Linked DNA regions of Mus musculus: all the other regions are linked to region 3. A link is a contact called in public HiChIP or PLAC-seq and promoter capture Hi-C data. All regions are on one chromosome and are shown on one strand. The core of a region is the stretch at or near the end of the contact, and the rest is flanking DNA. Distances in the headings are between cores, read along the strand shown. Region 1 holds the start of Prr13 (proline rich 13). Region 2 holds the start of Atf7 (activating transcription factor 7). Region 3 holds the start of Nr4a1 (nuclear receptor subfamily 4, group A, member 1). Region 4 holds the start of Pfdn5 (prefoldin 5).

Region 1 (3,765 bases), core at 229-2,728, 1.2 Mb before region 3:
CACGATTCCGGGACCCACCATGCCAGGAGCCGGAGGATTCACGGGGCACATGCCAGGAGCAGGTGGTGGGTATGGGGGAGGGTAGGGACCTGAGGGTTGGTATCCTGGACACCCTGGTTGTGGTACAGGATAAGGGGGACGACACGGAGGGAAAGCTGGGTTTCCCTGGGGAATTCCGGGAGGACAGGGGCCAGGGGGAAAGGCAGGATTGAGAGGTGGTGGACAGGCAGGATTGGAACCTCCTGGGCACACAACTTGGGGTGGATATGGATTCGGTCCTGGAAGAAGAATCCGAGAATAAAGATTAGAACTGTCCGGAACCTCTATCAACACATAATACAAATCACTACCGTTCTTAAGCCTTATGGAAAGGCAGAACTTGGTAACTAGCAGTGGTCCGGTGGCTTTGCTTTTGCTTGGGGCTGCGGGGATAGATAGAAACTTCCTGTTTCATTGCAAAATGGGCTGGGGCAGGTCAGAGGAGAGCCCCCAGGAACTTACCAGCATTAGGATTCCACATGTCGAGATGTTAGCTCAAGCCTAGGAAGTAAACCAGGCAAAGTCTGAAGGTTCCAGGAAGGGAGGAGGATTTTCGAGAACCCGAGCCCCACCCTACAGCCTCCACCCTACCAAGACTCTCACAGATAAACCTCCACTTAAAAATGGGCTGCACTCTGGAAACAGAGGCAGGTGGATCTCTGAGTTCCAGACCAGCCTGGTCGAAAAAGAGTTACAGGACAGCTAGAGCTACCCTGTGTCAAACCCAAAACAAAAGGAAATGAAAAAAAGTTCCCTGCTGGGCGTGGGGGTGCACACCTTTAATACCAGCACTTGGGAGGCAGAGGCAGGCGAATGAGGCCAGCCTGGTCTACAAAGTAAGTTCCAGGACAGCTGGAGCTATACAGAGAAACCCTGTCTCGAAATAACAAAAACAAACAAACAAACAAAAACAAAACAAAAAAAAAAGTTCCCTTTTTCTTTCCCGCATCCTCATAGCCTACTCTAGCCCAGGATTTAAATCACAGGAACTCTCTTCCCAGGGCCCCTCCCACTTTCACTATCTCACCTGGATGGAGAAGTCTCATTTCCCTCTCCCTGGAAAGGGACCGGAGGCCTTTAAGCATCCGTAGTGTGAGATGGGACCTAAACTCCCTGCTCGCCCCGGGGGCACCCCTGAAGTGAAGCTAAAATAAACAAATAAATAAAAATAAATAAATAAACAAACAAATAATCCCATCCTGAATATCAAGAAAGACACTCCAGGTCCCAAAACTCTTAGAACACACACACAACCCCCAAAGAGCAAATGGAGTTCTTAGTTCTCAGGAATAAATGGATCCCTGGCCCAGCTAAGAGGAGAGATGGAATTTGGGAGGCCAGATGCCCTGTCACCTTCCCAGATCGCCAGCCCGCTCCTGTCCTCCTTCTCAGTCTGGGTTCGCACTTCCTGGTCACTCCTATTCATTCTATACTTCCGCACCGCCCCTGTGACCTAGTTAATAATTATGTGATCACTTTGACACGATGATTGGAGAACTGACTTGTCAATCGCTGTGGTCCAACTAAACAAGGAGGAAACCGTTGCGCTGGCCGCCAGGCGGAGCCTTAGGGAGAAAACATTGCGTTGTGAAATACATACAGGTGAAATACGGAGACGCAGCGGAAATGCTCCTTAGGGCGGGACCGAGGCGGGGTCAGCTCCAAGCAAGGACCTGAGCCAACGAGATAAACTCTCACTGTTTTTTTTTGTTGTTGTTTTGCTTAAATTTTAAGATTTTTTTTTTTAATGTGTATGAGTGTTTTGCCTCAGTGTATGTGCACCAAGTGCCTGCTTGATGGGTAGACTTGTCTGTAACCTAGCATTTTGGAAATGGAGGAAGAGAATCAGAATTTAAAGACAATATTAGCTTCTTAGGGAACCCTACATAAAACCTCAGAGAGAGCTCTGTCATGATGGCACAACACCTTTAGTCCCTGAACTCAGGAGGCAGAGGCAGGTGAATCTCTGAGTTTGAAACCAGCATGGTCTGCATAGTGAGTTCCAAGACAGCCAGAGCCACACAGACCAGCCCTGTCTCTGACTCGGAAAATAACAACAAAAACAAACAAACAAAAAAAGGCCTCAGAGAACAAAAGGAGGAAGTTCTGCTGAGTCCCAGCCCTGGGCTTCAATGTTGCCAGCTGCTAGAACCACAGCCTGTGGTTCTTTTTTTGTAGAAAGATAAGAGACAGGGTTTCAATGTGTTCAGCAGATGGTGCAGTTATAGTTTCATGTCATTGTTCTGGGTAACTAAGTGAATTCATTTTTGGTTTTGATGTTTTTGAGACAATCTACCAGTATGACTTGGGTTGACTTTGGATGAAAAGCAGTCATCCCATATCTCTCTCTCTCTCTCTCTCTCTCTCTCTCTCTCTCTCTCTCGGGTGCTAGAAAAACAAAAGCAAGCCACAACTCTCAGAATTTTTTTTTTTTGGTTTTTCGAGACAGAGTTTCTCTGTATAGCCCTGGCTGTCCTGGAACTCACTTTGTAGACCAGGCTGGCCTCGAACTCAGAAATCCACCTGCCTCTGCCTCCCGAGTGCTAGGGTTAAAGGTGTGGGCCACCAAGCCCAGCTAACCCCAGCACTTTGCAGATAGGGCTTACAGGATCCTGAGTTCAAGGTCACCCTTGGCAACACAGAGAGTTTTAGGTCATCCTGCGCTACATGAGACCCTGTTCATAGATAAAATGATGAATAAATCAAGGACTTTCCCACAAGCCACACAAGGCCTGGACCTTAGCTGTCTACATTCCTCTCCCCACCCTCTACACTTTTATTTTATTTTATTTTATTTTATTTTATTTTATTTTTTTTTATTTTTTTTCCAAGACAGGGTATTCTCTGTATAGCCCTGGCTGTCCTGGAACTCACTCTGTAGACCAGGCTGGCCTCGAACTCAGAAATCCTCCTGCCTCTCCCTCCCGAGGGCTGGGATTAAAGGCATGCGCCACCATGCCCGGCACTTTTATTTATTTTTGAGACAGGATCTCACACTCAGTTTAGGATGGCCTCAGCCTGCTATGTTGCCAAGATGATCTCAAACTTTTACAAATATTTACAACAATTTTTATTAGGTGTGATAACTATTCTTGGTTGTCGGGACACACCTTTTTTTTTTTCTTCTTAACCTGAAGTAGGTGAATAGATTACTTAATCTAGATTTTGAAGTGGGAAGACACACCTCTAACCTGGGCCATACCATCTGCTGGAAACCTAGATAAGGACACTGAAGAAGGACACTTTGCTCTTGGCCAGTTTGTTCTCTCCTGGAAAGGAAAGTCCATTTCTTTACCGGCATTAAAGCCTAGTTCTTTGGGAGTCCACCATGTACTGAAGACATCCAAGCACGTGGACTGTACTGGACTGTTGGACTTCCTGCTTACAGCCAGTCATTGTTGGATTTGCTGGGTTGCAGCCTGTAAATCATTCTAATAAATCCTGCTTACCTGCATCTATATCTCTGCCTATATATTTATAGATAGAAATTAATACATTAGGGTAAGATGAAAATTTATTCTTTTTTTTTTTTTTTTTTTGCTTTTTCCGAGACAGGGTTTCTCTGCGTAGCCCTGGCTGTCCTGGAACTCACTTTGTAGACCAGGCTGGCCTCGAACTCAGAAATCTGCCTGCCTCTGCCTCCAAAGTGCTGGGATTAAAGGCGTGTGCCACCACGCCTGGCTTGAAAATTTATTCTTAATGTATACATTCGGGGATGTATAAGAG
Region 2 (3,475 bases), core at 563-3,062, 1.4 Mb before region 3:
CTCACCCCTTCTTCTGCCCTACCCCATACAGCCACACACTGGGCAGAGACTATGGCTACAATATTGCTACTGTTATAAAGAAGAAAACACAACTAGTTAGCTGTCGGGATCCCTGGAATCCCTTGTCAACTCTACTTAAATCTGTTCAATTCTTAAGCTTTTATTTACAGTAACACAAACACAAAAAGTACCATCTTAACCACATAATTTGTGTGTGTTCATGTGTATCACAGACTGGTCTCAAATTCACAGAGACCTGCCTGCCTCTTCTTCAGGATAAGTTTTTCAAATGTAGCTCTTATATTTGATGTTCTCCTGAAAGTCTCAAGGCTGTCTCTTAATAATTCAACTCCTCAGGCTAAAGAGATGGCTCAGCAGTTAAAAGAGGACAGACCATTCTTCCAGAAGACCTTGTTTCTAGTCCCAGCACTGACACTGCAGGTCTCAACCATTTGTAACTTTAGTTTCAGGGTACCTGGTGCCCTCTTCTTGCCTCCACAGGTAGGCATCTGGTATGTAGATGGTATACATTCAGGCCAGACAAGTGGCTCATACTTAATACAAGTACTTAGGTGGAGGCTGACACAGGAAAATGAGTTTCAGGACAGCTTGGCTTCAAAATAAGCCCTGCCTCATTCATAAATAAATAAATAAATAAATAAATAAATAACTTTCTCAAGAGGACTTCTCTCAATACTAGCAATAGTGTTTTTCCCCTCTTAGAGTTGCTTTCGGTCTCATTACCCTGAAAAGCTCTTCACTTTCTGAAGTAAGTATAATTATTGACTTATGACCTATCTCTCCCTCAACCGTAAAATAAAAATTCTGTCAGAGAAATTTTCCACATGACCAGGACAGTGTTGTGTGTGCTTTTGTTTTTGACGTAGTATGTGCTGTTGGTATTTCAATAAAATACTTGCTGGGTAACATATACAAATTTTAAAAAAAAAAATCACTGTGCTGTGGCTTCACACTGAGCTACACTAACAGTCCTACTTTCTCTCTGTAAGTGTGTGTGTGTGTGTTGTTCACAGGTATGGAGGGTTGTCCAAGAGACCAGATGACAACTTCAGGTTTGGTTCCTCAGAGCTATCCCCCTTATTTTTATTGTTTGTTTAACGCGGGATTTCCCACTGGCCCAGAAGGCTAGACTGGTGATCATCCATGGTCTTTTGGGGGTGGGGTGGGGGGTTGTTGAGACAAGGATAGCGCTGGCTGTCCTGGAATTCGCTATGTAGACCAGGCTGGCCTCGAACTCACAGAGATCCGCCTGCCTCCATGTGGCGATTAGAGGCGGGCGCCGCCGCGGTGAGGCTGGAGTTGAACGTACTTCCTCACACTACCATCGTAGCTCACACACAGCACACACCGGGCAGGGGCTTCGGCCAGTGAGGTGCTGTCAAGTGTAAAGCAGAAAGTGCAAGCAGTCACCTGCTCGGATCGACTCTTGCTTAACTTCCTCCACACAACTAATGACCAGCTTGGTGACTGAAGTCCCTCTCTTGGCTCCGCTCCCTTAATTCCCCTTTATCCGAGGGCTGCCTGAGACACTCTCAGTCCCTCCCTGCCTTTGCTTCACCTTCGGACCTCCACAGCTACAGACAGATCGGCAGCGTTAGACGCCAGGGCCGCTCTCCCCGCGCTGCCCACACTTTGCAGCCGAACACGTGCGAGTCGTGTGTACAGCGCTCGCCCAACCTTCCACTCAAGCCACGCTCACAGCAAGCCCCGCCCCTAGGCCCTGGTCCAACTCAGCCCCACGAGTCGCGCCCTCGCCCCCACTTCTCGCGAGAAGTGAACACGCCTGGCCGGACGGGAGGAAAGTATCTGCTCCGCTGAGGGGGGAAAGGAGGAGCAGGAGACAGATTGTGGGACCGAGCGCGGGCGGGCGGGAGGCGCCGGAGCTACCAGCGGGTGAGTCCTGTTAACATTAGCTAGTCCGTGGCCTGACAGGAGTCTCTCCTTCTACTCTGGCCAGTCCCAGCGTCCCGGGCCGGGGTCTCCCCTCCCAGTCTGTTGGACGGGGGCGCTGAGGCGGTGGCCAGGCCTGTCTGAGGAAGAGGGTGGGGCGTAGGCTAAAGACAACCAATAGGAGAGAAGGAAGCCACAATTGGCGGCCATGAGCGCTAATGGGAGATCGCCTTTACCTTGCGGAGTGCCGCCCTCTTCTCTTCTCCCGCCTCCTTCCTTTTGGAGGAAGGCGGGGCCAGAGGACTGAAGTGTGGGGAGAACTTGGGGTAAGTAGCCCCGGGGGGCACAGGGCGTGGCGAGGAAAGGGGGGTTGAATCCTGAGGGAAGCGAAGTCTAGTGGAAGTCTAATGGAGGGATCTTGGAGTGGAAGATAGAGGAGGACTGCTAAACTAGGTTGAAGACTCAAAAGATTTCCCAAAAAGTGGGTTTAGGGCTTGGCACTGCAGAAGGCAGAGGTAAATAGGCAGGAGGTAGGTTTGGGTGACGAGAGCCTGGCTCAGGTGAAAGCACGCGTTGTGTGGTCGAAGTGGAGCATTGGGAAACGGGGGTCCTGGCGTTTCGATTGAATTCAGAAGAATCTGAGCAAGAGACACGGTGTCAGAAAGTATGGATCTGGACAGATTAAGTGGATGAGTTTAGGAGGACATGTGAGTGGGTTGGGTTGCTAGAAGGCATCGCTTCGGTGATAATATGGAAATCCAGAGGGTAAGGGGGGATATTTGGAGAAGAGACAGCGACTGACATACAGTCTGGTTCTTTCTTCAGTCGGGAGACCGCCAGGATACTGCTTAGTGTTTTTTGGTGGATATGGCACCCAGACTGGTGACCAGCCAGCCAAAATGCTGGCCCGGGGGTTGAGAAGAAGAAAAGTAGGGCGCTACTCTGATTGTCATTTTTCCAGTGTTCCACTTTCCAAGTTTCATTTCTTTCAGAACACAGGGATGTGGGCCTGGGACTTCGCAGTCCAAGTTGGAGACCCGTTGGGACTTCTATGTTGCTCTGAAATGCTTATTATGTGCACTCACTGGGGTGTTTACTACCCAGGGCACCTCCTACCCAGATTCCCGTGTTACTACTTTCCTAACTTTGTTTTCTGCTTAGCAGAGGGTGTTTTAATATCTCTCAGGGTTCATATGAAGTATAGGTTTGTGGAGATGTGCAGGTTTTTTTTTTTTTTTAATTTCAGCAAACTCATTTGTTTCCTATGTTTAAAATTTTTTCAGCAGTATAATTTCTGAAGAAACTATAGGTACTCTAAACACTAACAAATAAATTTTGTTTCCTTAAATGTGAATTTTCCCTTTCGTTCATTAAGAGTTATTTAATGGATGATTGAACTTAATCTTAATTATCTTGTATATTTTCTTGTTTATTAATTGGGGCAGTGTTTCATATAGCCCAAGTACACCTCAGACTGAGATAACTGAGGGTGACCATGATCCTCCACCCACCTCCCAAGTGCTGGGATAATAGGTGTGTACCACCATATCCAGTTTATGTAGTA
Region 3 (3,257 bases), core at 503-3,002:
GTGTCCCTTTCCACCTCCAACTCTGGGGTCTGTACAGTTCTAGACTTTCTAGTTGAAAAGACAGGTCACACAGGAACACTGAGGCAGAGGGTGCTGAGGCAGAGGGTGCTGAGGCAGAGGGTGCTGAGGCAGAGGGTGCTGAGGCAGAGGGTGCTGAGGCAGAGGGTGCTGGGGCAGAGGGTGCTGGGGCAGAGGGTGCTGAGGCAGAGGGTGCTGAGGCAGAGGGTGCTGAGGCAGAGGGTGCTGAGGCAGAGGGTGCTGAGGCAGAGGGTGCTGAGGCAGAGGGTGCTGGAGCAGAGGGTGGGGTGGAGAAAAAGACTATCACCACCTGCTGGCCCTTGAGACCCTCTAGTCCCAGTATTTCTCCCATTCCCCACACCACCCCTGGGTGCCTAGCCAGGACAGCTCCACCGCTGGCTAGGCATACGACTTCCCATAAAACAGCACCCCCCCCCCAACCAGTTCCCACCCCGCCTGCCCCGTGTCAAGTCCCTAGGGCATACAGCACCTGGGAGAAAGAAAGAAATATGGCCACTTCTGCCTCTGTTTGCAAGAAGCCTGGGAAGGGATGGGTTGGGGGTGGAGGAAGAAGGGTGGCAGCCAGTCAGGACTGGGCGTTTGTTCCAGCTCCATTCAAATCCTGTTTCTCCACTTGGACATCCTACATCCGGATCAACCCCCACCAATCTACCCAGCTTCAGGCCGATAGTCCGCAACACAAGATACAGATCTGCATCTAGCCTCCTGAGGGGGTGGGGGTGTCTCAAGGAGGAGGAAGAGGCGGGGTTGAAAGAGGGAGTGGGAGAATCCGGCTTGGGGCAGGTCCTGGCAACACCTGTTAGGTGACCAAGCCCGCAGGCTGCACCCTACCTAACAGACTCAAAAGACCACTGGGGTATACAAGTCTGTCTGATGACAGAAGGGGTCTCCCCCCTAGTCAGTACTACATCGAGACTCTATCGTGAGCAACTTCCACCCAGGCTCCACGTGCGGCTTTCAGTAGCTGCACCAGGCTACAGCTCCTAGGTTTCTAGATACTCTGACAACTTAGTCTAACACAACCATTACCCAGCCAACCTAGCTAGCCATTTCCTTCAGCAACCCCCAGGTCTTCCAGCACGGTTCAGAAAGAAAGTTCGGTAAGGGAATCAGAAAATCTAAGTACAGCCTATGAAGTATTAAGTAAACACTGGGAAAGGGGGCTGAGAGCCCGGGAAGGAGACCCGTGGAAATCCAATCTTACTTGTACTTGGATGGATCCCAGCAACGCCGAAGCTCTGAGTACCTTTTCCCAGTCCATGCTCAGACAACCCCCTACCCGGCAATCAACACCCAAACCCAGAGTACAGAGTGCCTCACACTGGAGATCCTAGCGGGGAAACCTCCTAAACAAGCGCCCACTACCTACCAAAACCAAGCACCTTGCAGACCCTTCGCCCGCTTCCTAAACTTCAAGCCCTGGCTCACCCTACTCCAAGAGCTATCCTTTAATACCAAAAATGCACCCTACACACCCCTCCTCGTAAGCCGACCCGAAAACACCCTTCCTTTTCGCCCGCGCGTACACCCCATCTCTTTCATGCACTGTCCCTAGAAACAGAAACACGCTCCCTGCGGGGTACCTACCCAGCCGGCTCCCACTCCCTGTGGCCGGGACCAGCGACCCAGTCGCAGCCTGGTCCCGCGTGCGCTCCGCTCCGCAGTCCTTCTAGCACACTCCCCCAACTTTCGCAGCCTCCTGCACTGGGGCTCCCCTGGCGAGCCCGACCCACATCTTAAGCGCTCCGTGACGCATGGAGAGGGGCGGGGGCGCCACTGACGCACACGGCCCGGCGAGCTTTGGCCATACAAGGGCGCGGGGGGCGGCGCGGTTCCGGCGGGAGGCGGCCAGGAGGAGGCGCGGGGACGGGGAGCCCGAGGGGGCGGGGCGAAGAGGGGGGGCCTGGAATGTCTGCGCGCGTGACGCACGCGGGGTTCCATTGACGCAGGGAGCGCGGATTGTTTGATCTATAAATAGTTTTCCTCTCGCCCGCTGCGCCGGCTAAATATAGTAGCTTCCAGACCCACTAGGCTCACCAAGCCGGACCCGGGATCGGGTCCCGGGGTCCGAAATAACCGACCAGGAGGAGGGGGTGTTGTAAATCCGTGCCCGCAGGGCTTCCCCAGAACAGGATCTCCTCCCCTCCAGCTGCTCCTGGTGCCAACAGCTCCCTCTCCCTCCTGCCCACCCCTACCCCAGGCCCTGCTCCGCTTTTGTCCCTTTCCCAGTCTGTCCTGGACACCTAGGGTATCACTCTCTGCCATTCTGAGCAGCCAGGGCAGTTCAGGGCTGAGGCAAGCCATTCTGGGACACACCCAGAAGATAGGAGGTGGGCTGGGCCCGTGCCTCAGCCTTGGCAATGTGCAGGGTCTCTAGCCCCAGGACTGAGGACAGGCACTCTGGCCTTCAAGGTTCCTTCCCAAAGGGCATAGCTTTGCCAGGCTGGGTCAACGGGCTCGGCTCCACACCGATGCTGGTTTCTCAGCGATGGCCTCTTAACCCCTCGCAGGATGGATGCACCCTAGTTGAGAAATTGCCGAATTTCAGAACCGGGTGGAGCCTGAGAAATCTTTCCAAACTCTTGCCAACTCTTCCCCATTTTATAAATAGATTCAGAGACATAATGGTACTTGTTCAAGGTCACTAAGCTAGGTAGTAGCACAATGGGGTCTTGAACCCAGGGCCATCGAACTCCATCTCCTTTTCACACTCTTCTGTCAATTCCCTGGTCCCAGTCCCTGATGGGGACCCACCTGCCTCCCCACTACCTGCTCCAGCAGTGAAGAGAGCAGCTGTAACCAGTTACTGCTTGCAGGGAAGGGTCTGGCCAGGGCTGTACTCAAAGTGCAGACCAGGCTGCAGCCACCTGGAGCTGTCACCCTGCAGGTCACATCTCCATCCCAGTCTAAGCTAAAGGAAACCTCATTTGTAGTCAGGTAAGAGAAAGGAAGGGGTATGGAGAAAAGATTCAGTGGTTAGCTTTCCCTACTAGGGATTCTCTTTGCAGTATCTCTATCCCATCCTTGACCCCACCCCCTGGTTCCCGATTTCTGCTGCCAGCCCACCAGTGCAGCAGACTAACCGAGACTATCCAATGACGGCCTATTCTGGCCATAACCGGTTTTTAAAAATGGGCTAAGGGCGTAGCTCAGTGGTAGAGTTCTTGCTTGCCTAGCATTTGTAACCTGGAGTCCATCCCATCACCACAAAAGACCCC
Region 4 (3,409 bases), core at 445-2,944, 1.1 Mb before region 3:
GCGGATTTCTGAGTTCGAGGCCAGCTTGGTCTACAGAGTGAGTTCCAAGACAGCCAGAGCTAAAAGAGAAACCCTGTCTCGAAAAACCAAAAAAAAAAAAAAAAAAAAAAAAAAAAAGAGTTGCCTTGGTCATGATGTCTCTTCACAGCAATGAAACCCTAAGACAAAACTATGTGTATGTGTATGCATCATGTGCATGCCTGGTGCCTGCAGAAGTCGGAAAAGGTTGCTGCATCCCCTTGAATTGTTGTCACCTACACCATGTAGATGTTCGGAACCCAATTGGGTTCTCACTGAGAGCAAGTGCTCTTAACTGCTGAGCCATCTCTCTAGTTACAAATTATTACTACTTTTAAACTTACATGTATTTGGTCTGTGTGTGTGTTTTCACAAGTGTGCATGCCATGGAGCACGAAGGTCGGAGGACAACTTCTGGGAGTTGGTCTTCTCCTTCCACCCCATTAGTATCAGAAAGTTAGCTCAGTGTGTATGTGTGGGTTTTACGCTCTGCGTCGTCACCTTGCCGGCTCTATTGTTACTTAAAACAGTCTTCACCACTTTGCTATTCTTAGGTTTCTCTTTCGACTGTCATTTCCTGGTGGAAATGACAACAGGTCATTTCAACAGGAGGAAACAATCTACCTTTCACTATTAGAGATGAGCGGCAATTAAGGTGAAATTGAAAAAAGAGGCAAGTTCCCAATTTCAATATCCTAACATTTTTTCTACTGGCTTTAGCCAAATGCCAGCTTTGTCTCCATATTGACATCTCTAAACAAAGAGAAACACAACATTTCAATTCTTCACCGAACTCTGATACAAAGTATTACATGGACACTGGTGCAACGTTAGACAAGTGAGCTACGTTAAGTGTTCGACTGTTCTTAAAATCAAAACTCTCCCCGCTTTTGGGAAAGACTGTGGAAGAATGTAAGGTAGCATTTCCCGTGGAAAGGATACAGAACTCGTCAGTGGGACCAGTAATTCTTTTCCTGTGAAAGTAATAAAGACAAACAGCTGGGGAAGGCTAGCGGCTCCCACGCGAAGACGTTAGGGGAAGCTCCCAACAGGGCTCAGTGTTCACAGACAGTGAAAAGAACACAGCAACTGAGGAAATGTCTTGTACATTTTAGTTTTCTGTAGGCAACATGCGGGGGCTCCTGTGGCTACACACACACTAAGTAACAAACAGTTTTCTTTAACGAAAACTGGAACTAGGAAAAAGCGAAGGAGAAGCCGGCATCCCCAGGCGCCCTCACCCGCCTAGCCCATACCCTCGTTGCTCTTGTTCAGCACGTTCAGACAGTCCTTGGCTTCCACGTACTTGGTCTGGACCACCTTGAGCTGAGCAATGGACGTGGACAAAAACTCCACTTCCTACAGAAGCCGGGAAAAAACAAGGGGTCAGCTCAAGAAAGCGGGGCCCAGGCTGAGGGGGCGGGACCCGGGACCGGATAGGGGTTTCCCTGGGAAAGGAAGCCTCCCCGACCGGGCGGGCGGTCGGTCGGAGGATATGAAGCGCGAGGAAGGTGCTGGGACAGGTCCTCACCTGGTCCAGCTGGTTCTTGAGCATTTCCAGTTGTGGCAGATTCAGCTCCGTGATGTTAATCGACTGCGCCATGTTGGGAAGGAGGACTGCCGAAGAGGAAGCCGCCTGGGCGAGTGACGCTCTAGCCGCCCTCCGCGTTACCTCCGTGGTGCCGCCAGGGGATACGCTCTGCGCCCGTCGTCTCTATGATCCTGTGTTTCGGACCCGCTTTTCGGATCTCAAGCTTAATTAGAGAACGCAAGTTTTTCTTTTCTCAGAGTACACTAAAGCTAGCACGGTAATTTTGGCTTCCTGTCCCCATAACTCTAGGTTCTGCTGGCCTAGAAGTTTTGGCTCCAGAGAGGGGAGTGCTCCTACCAGGAGCTACAACAAACATTCCATTGAACTGGAAGCTCAGACTTCCCCTTGGTCATTTTGGGCTTCTAATGCCCTTAAACCAACAGGCTAAAAATGGAATAACAGTGTTAGGAGGGGTGATAGATCCAGATTACCATGGGGAAATTGGATTACCTCTTCACAATGGTGGTAAGCAAGATTATGTCTGGAGTGTAGGAGATCCCTTAGGGCGTCTCTTAGTACTACCATGTCCTGTGATTAAAGTCAATGGGAAACTACAACAGCCTAATCCAAGCAGGATGACAAAGGACACAGACCCATCAGGAATGAAGGTATGGGTCAATCCTCCAGGAAAAGAGCCAAGACCTGCTGAGGTGCTGGCTGAAGGTGAAGGAAATACAGAATGGGTAGTAGAGGAAGGTAGTTATAAAATTAGTTAGCAAACATGGCTTGGGCCTTCAAGGGACTCGAAACTCTCGGACTCACGACACAACCACAAGATTGTAAAGCGGTATAAGCTACTGCGCGTTGTTGGGACAAGCCCGCGACAGGACAGCAGGGAACCTGTGTTCTGACAGTACCACTAACGCGCTTTAAAGGATAAAGTGCAAGTGCCAAAAAGGAACAACTGCCAACCAACTACATTTATTTTTATGTCTCAGTATATATGCAGGCAAACCAAACCTAGGTCCTTTGAAAGAGCAACCTAGTGCTCATAACTGCTGAGTGTCTGTCTAGCCCCACCATTGTGTGTTGGATAGGAAGGGTCTGTGTGCTTCCCAGCAACTTTTTTTTTTTTTTTTAACAATATCAGCCAGATATTGGTGGTGCACACACACTTTTATTTATTTATTTATTTATTTATTTATTACATGGAAGTACACTGTAGCTGTCTTCAGACGCACCAGAAGAGGGCATCAGATCTCATTATGGGTGGTTGCTGGGATTTGAACTTTGGACCTTCGGAAGAGCAGTCAGTGCTCTTACCCACTGAGCCATCTCACCAGCACCCCCCCCCCTCCCAGAAACTTTTAAAGGTGTAGTTGTTGCAACAAACCATATGAGTAGCAAACCCCATTGAATCTGCTGCTGCCATTGCCAAAGTGTAGCAGCCTTGGTGGGAAGGGCAATGGTTTCTAAAATCATCCAGGATTCAAAGGCAGTGGAAGGATTAAAAACATCAGCATAGCCCTATCACTACCTTTCCTTTCTCCAGTGTGAACACTTTAACTGCCAGGGTATTGTTTTGTAGCACTGGCTAGCTGAAACTCAAAAGTAAAGACTCAGCTGGCCTTTACCTCATAGGGATGTTTGCCTCTCACTCTGTACATTTTGTTTTTGGACATAGGGTTTTCTCTGTATAGCCCTGGCTATTCTAGAACTTGCTAAGTAGACCAGGCTGGCCTCTGCATGCACCACAGGGCCACTTTCAGTATTTTGATGGCCCTCTATTCAGCTTCATCACCCAAGCTCCAGCAGCAAATTCTGTCCTGCTTATGTAAGCAAATTCTCCAATCTGCTTAC

The links. Promoter capture Hi-C pulls out the DNA fragments that hold promoters and counts their contacts. HiChIP or PLAC-seq counts read pairs in DNA pulled down with a chosen protein or histone mark.
Region 1: a contact with region 3 is called in a FOXA1 HiChIP or PLAC-seq map of pancreatic cancer cells. The contact joins the promoter of Prr13 here to the promoter of Nr4a1 in region 3. A contact is called at or near these places in 3 of 39 promoter capture datasets (the C10 cell line, the HPC-7 cell line and hippocampal neurons) and 2 of 115 datasets of contacts at active chromatin or transcription factors (extraembryonic endoderm stem cells and pancreatic cancer cells).
Region 2: a contact with region 3 is called in a FOXA1 HiChIP or PLAC-seq map of pancreatic cancer cells. The contact joins the promoter of Atf7 here to the promoter of Nr4a1 in region 3. A contact is called at or near these places in 2 of 39 promoter capture datasets (the SN4741 cell line and pre-B cells) and 2 of 115 datasets of contacts at active chromatin or transcription factors (embryonic stem cells and pancreatic cancer cells).
Region 4: a promoter capture Hi-C map of cranial neural crest shows a contact between it and region 3. The contact joins the promoter of Pfdn5 here to the promoter of Nr4a1 in region 3. A contact is called at or near these places in 2 of 39 promoter capture datasets (the SN4741 cell line and cranial neural crest) and 1 of 9 other capture datasets (adipose tissue).

Annotation. Positions count from the first base shown.
Region 1 is chr15:102,456,883-102,460,647 of GRCm38.p6, reverse strand. It overlaps Prr13 (proline rich 13), which reads right to left and starts at 1,478. Exons shown (of 4, transcript NM_001170911.1): 1 at 1,393-1,478; 2 at 502-540; 3 at 1-278. The coding sequence starts at 520.
Region 2 is chr15:102,623,801-102,627,275 of GRCm38.p6, reverse strand. Atf7 (activating transcription factor 7) reads left to right here and starts at 1,812. Exons shown (of 12, transcript NM_001310067.1): 1 at 1,812-1,914.
Region 3 is chr15:101,265,341-101,268,597 of GRCm38.p6, reverse strand. Nr4a1 (nuclear receptor subfamily 4, group A, member 1) reads right to left here and starts at 1,752. Exons shown (of 7, transcript NM_010444.2): 1 at 1,627-1,752.
Region 4 is chr15:102,324,401-102,327,809 of GRCm38.p6, reverse strand. It overlaps Pfdn5 (prefoldin 5), which reads right to left and starts at 1,694. Exons shown (of 6, transcript NM_027044.3): 1 at 1,550-1,694; 2 at 1,275-1,377; 3 at 961-992. The coding sequence starts at 1,621.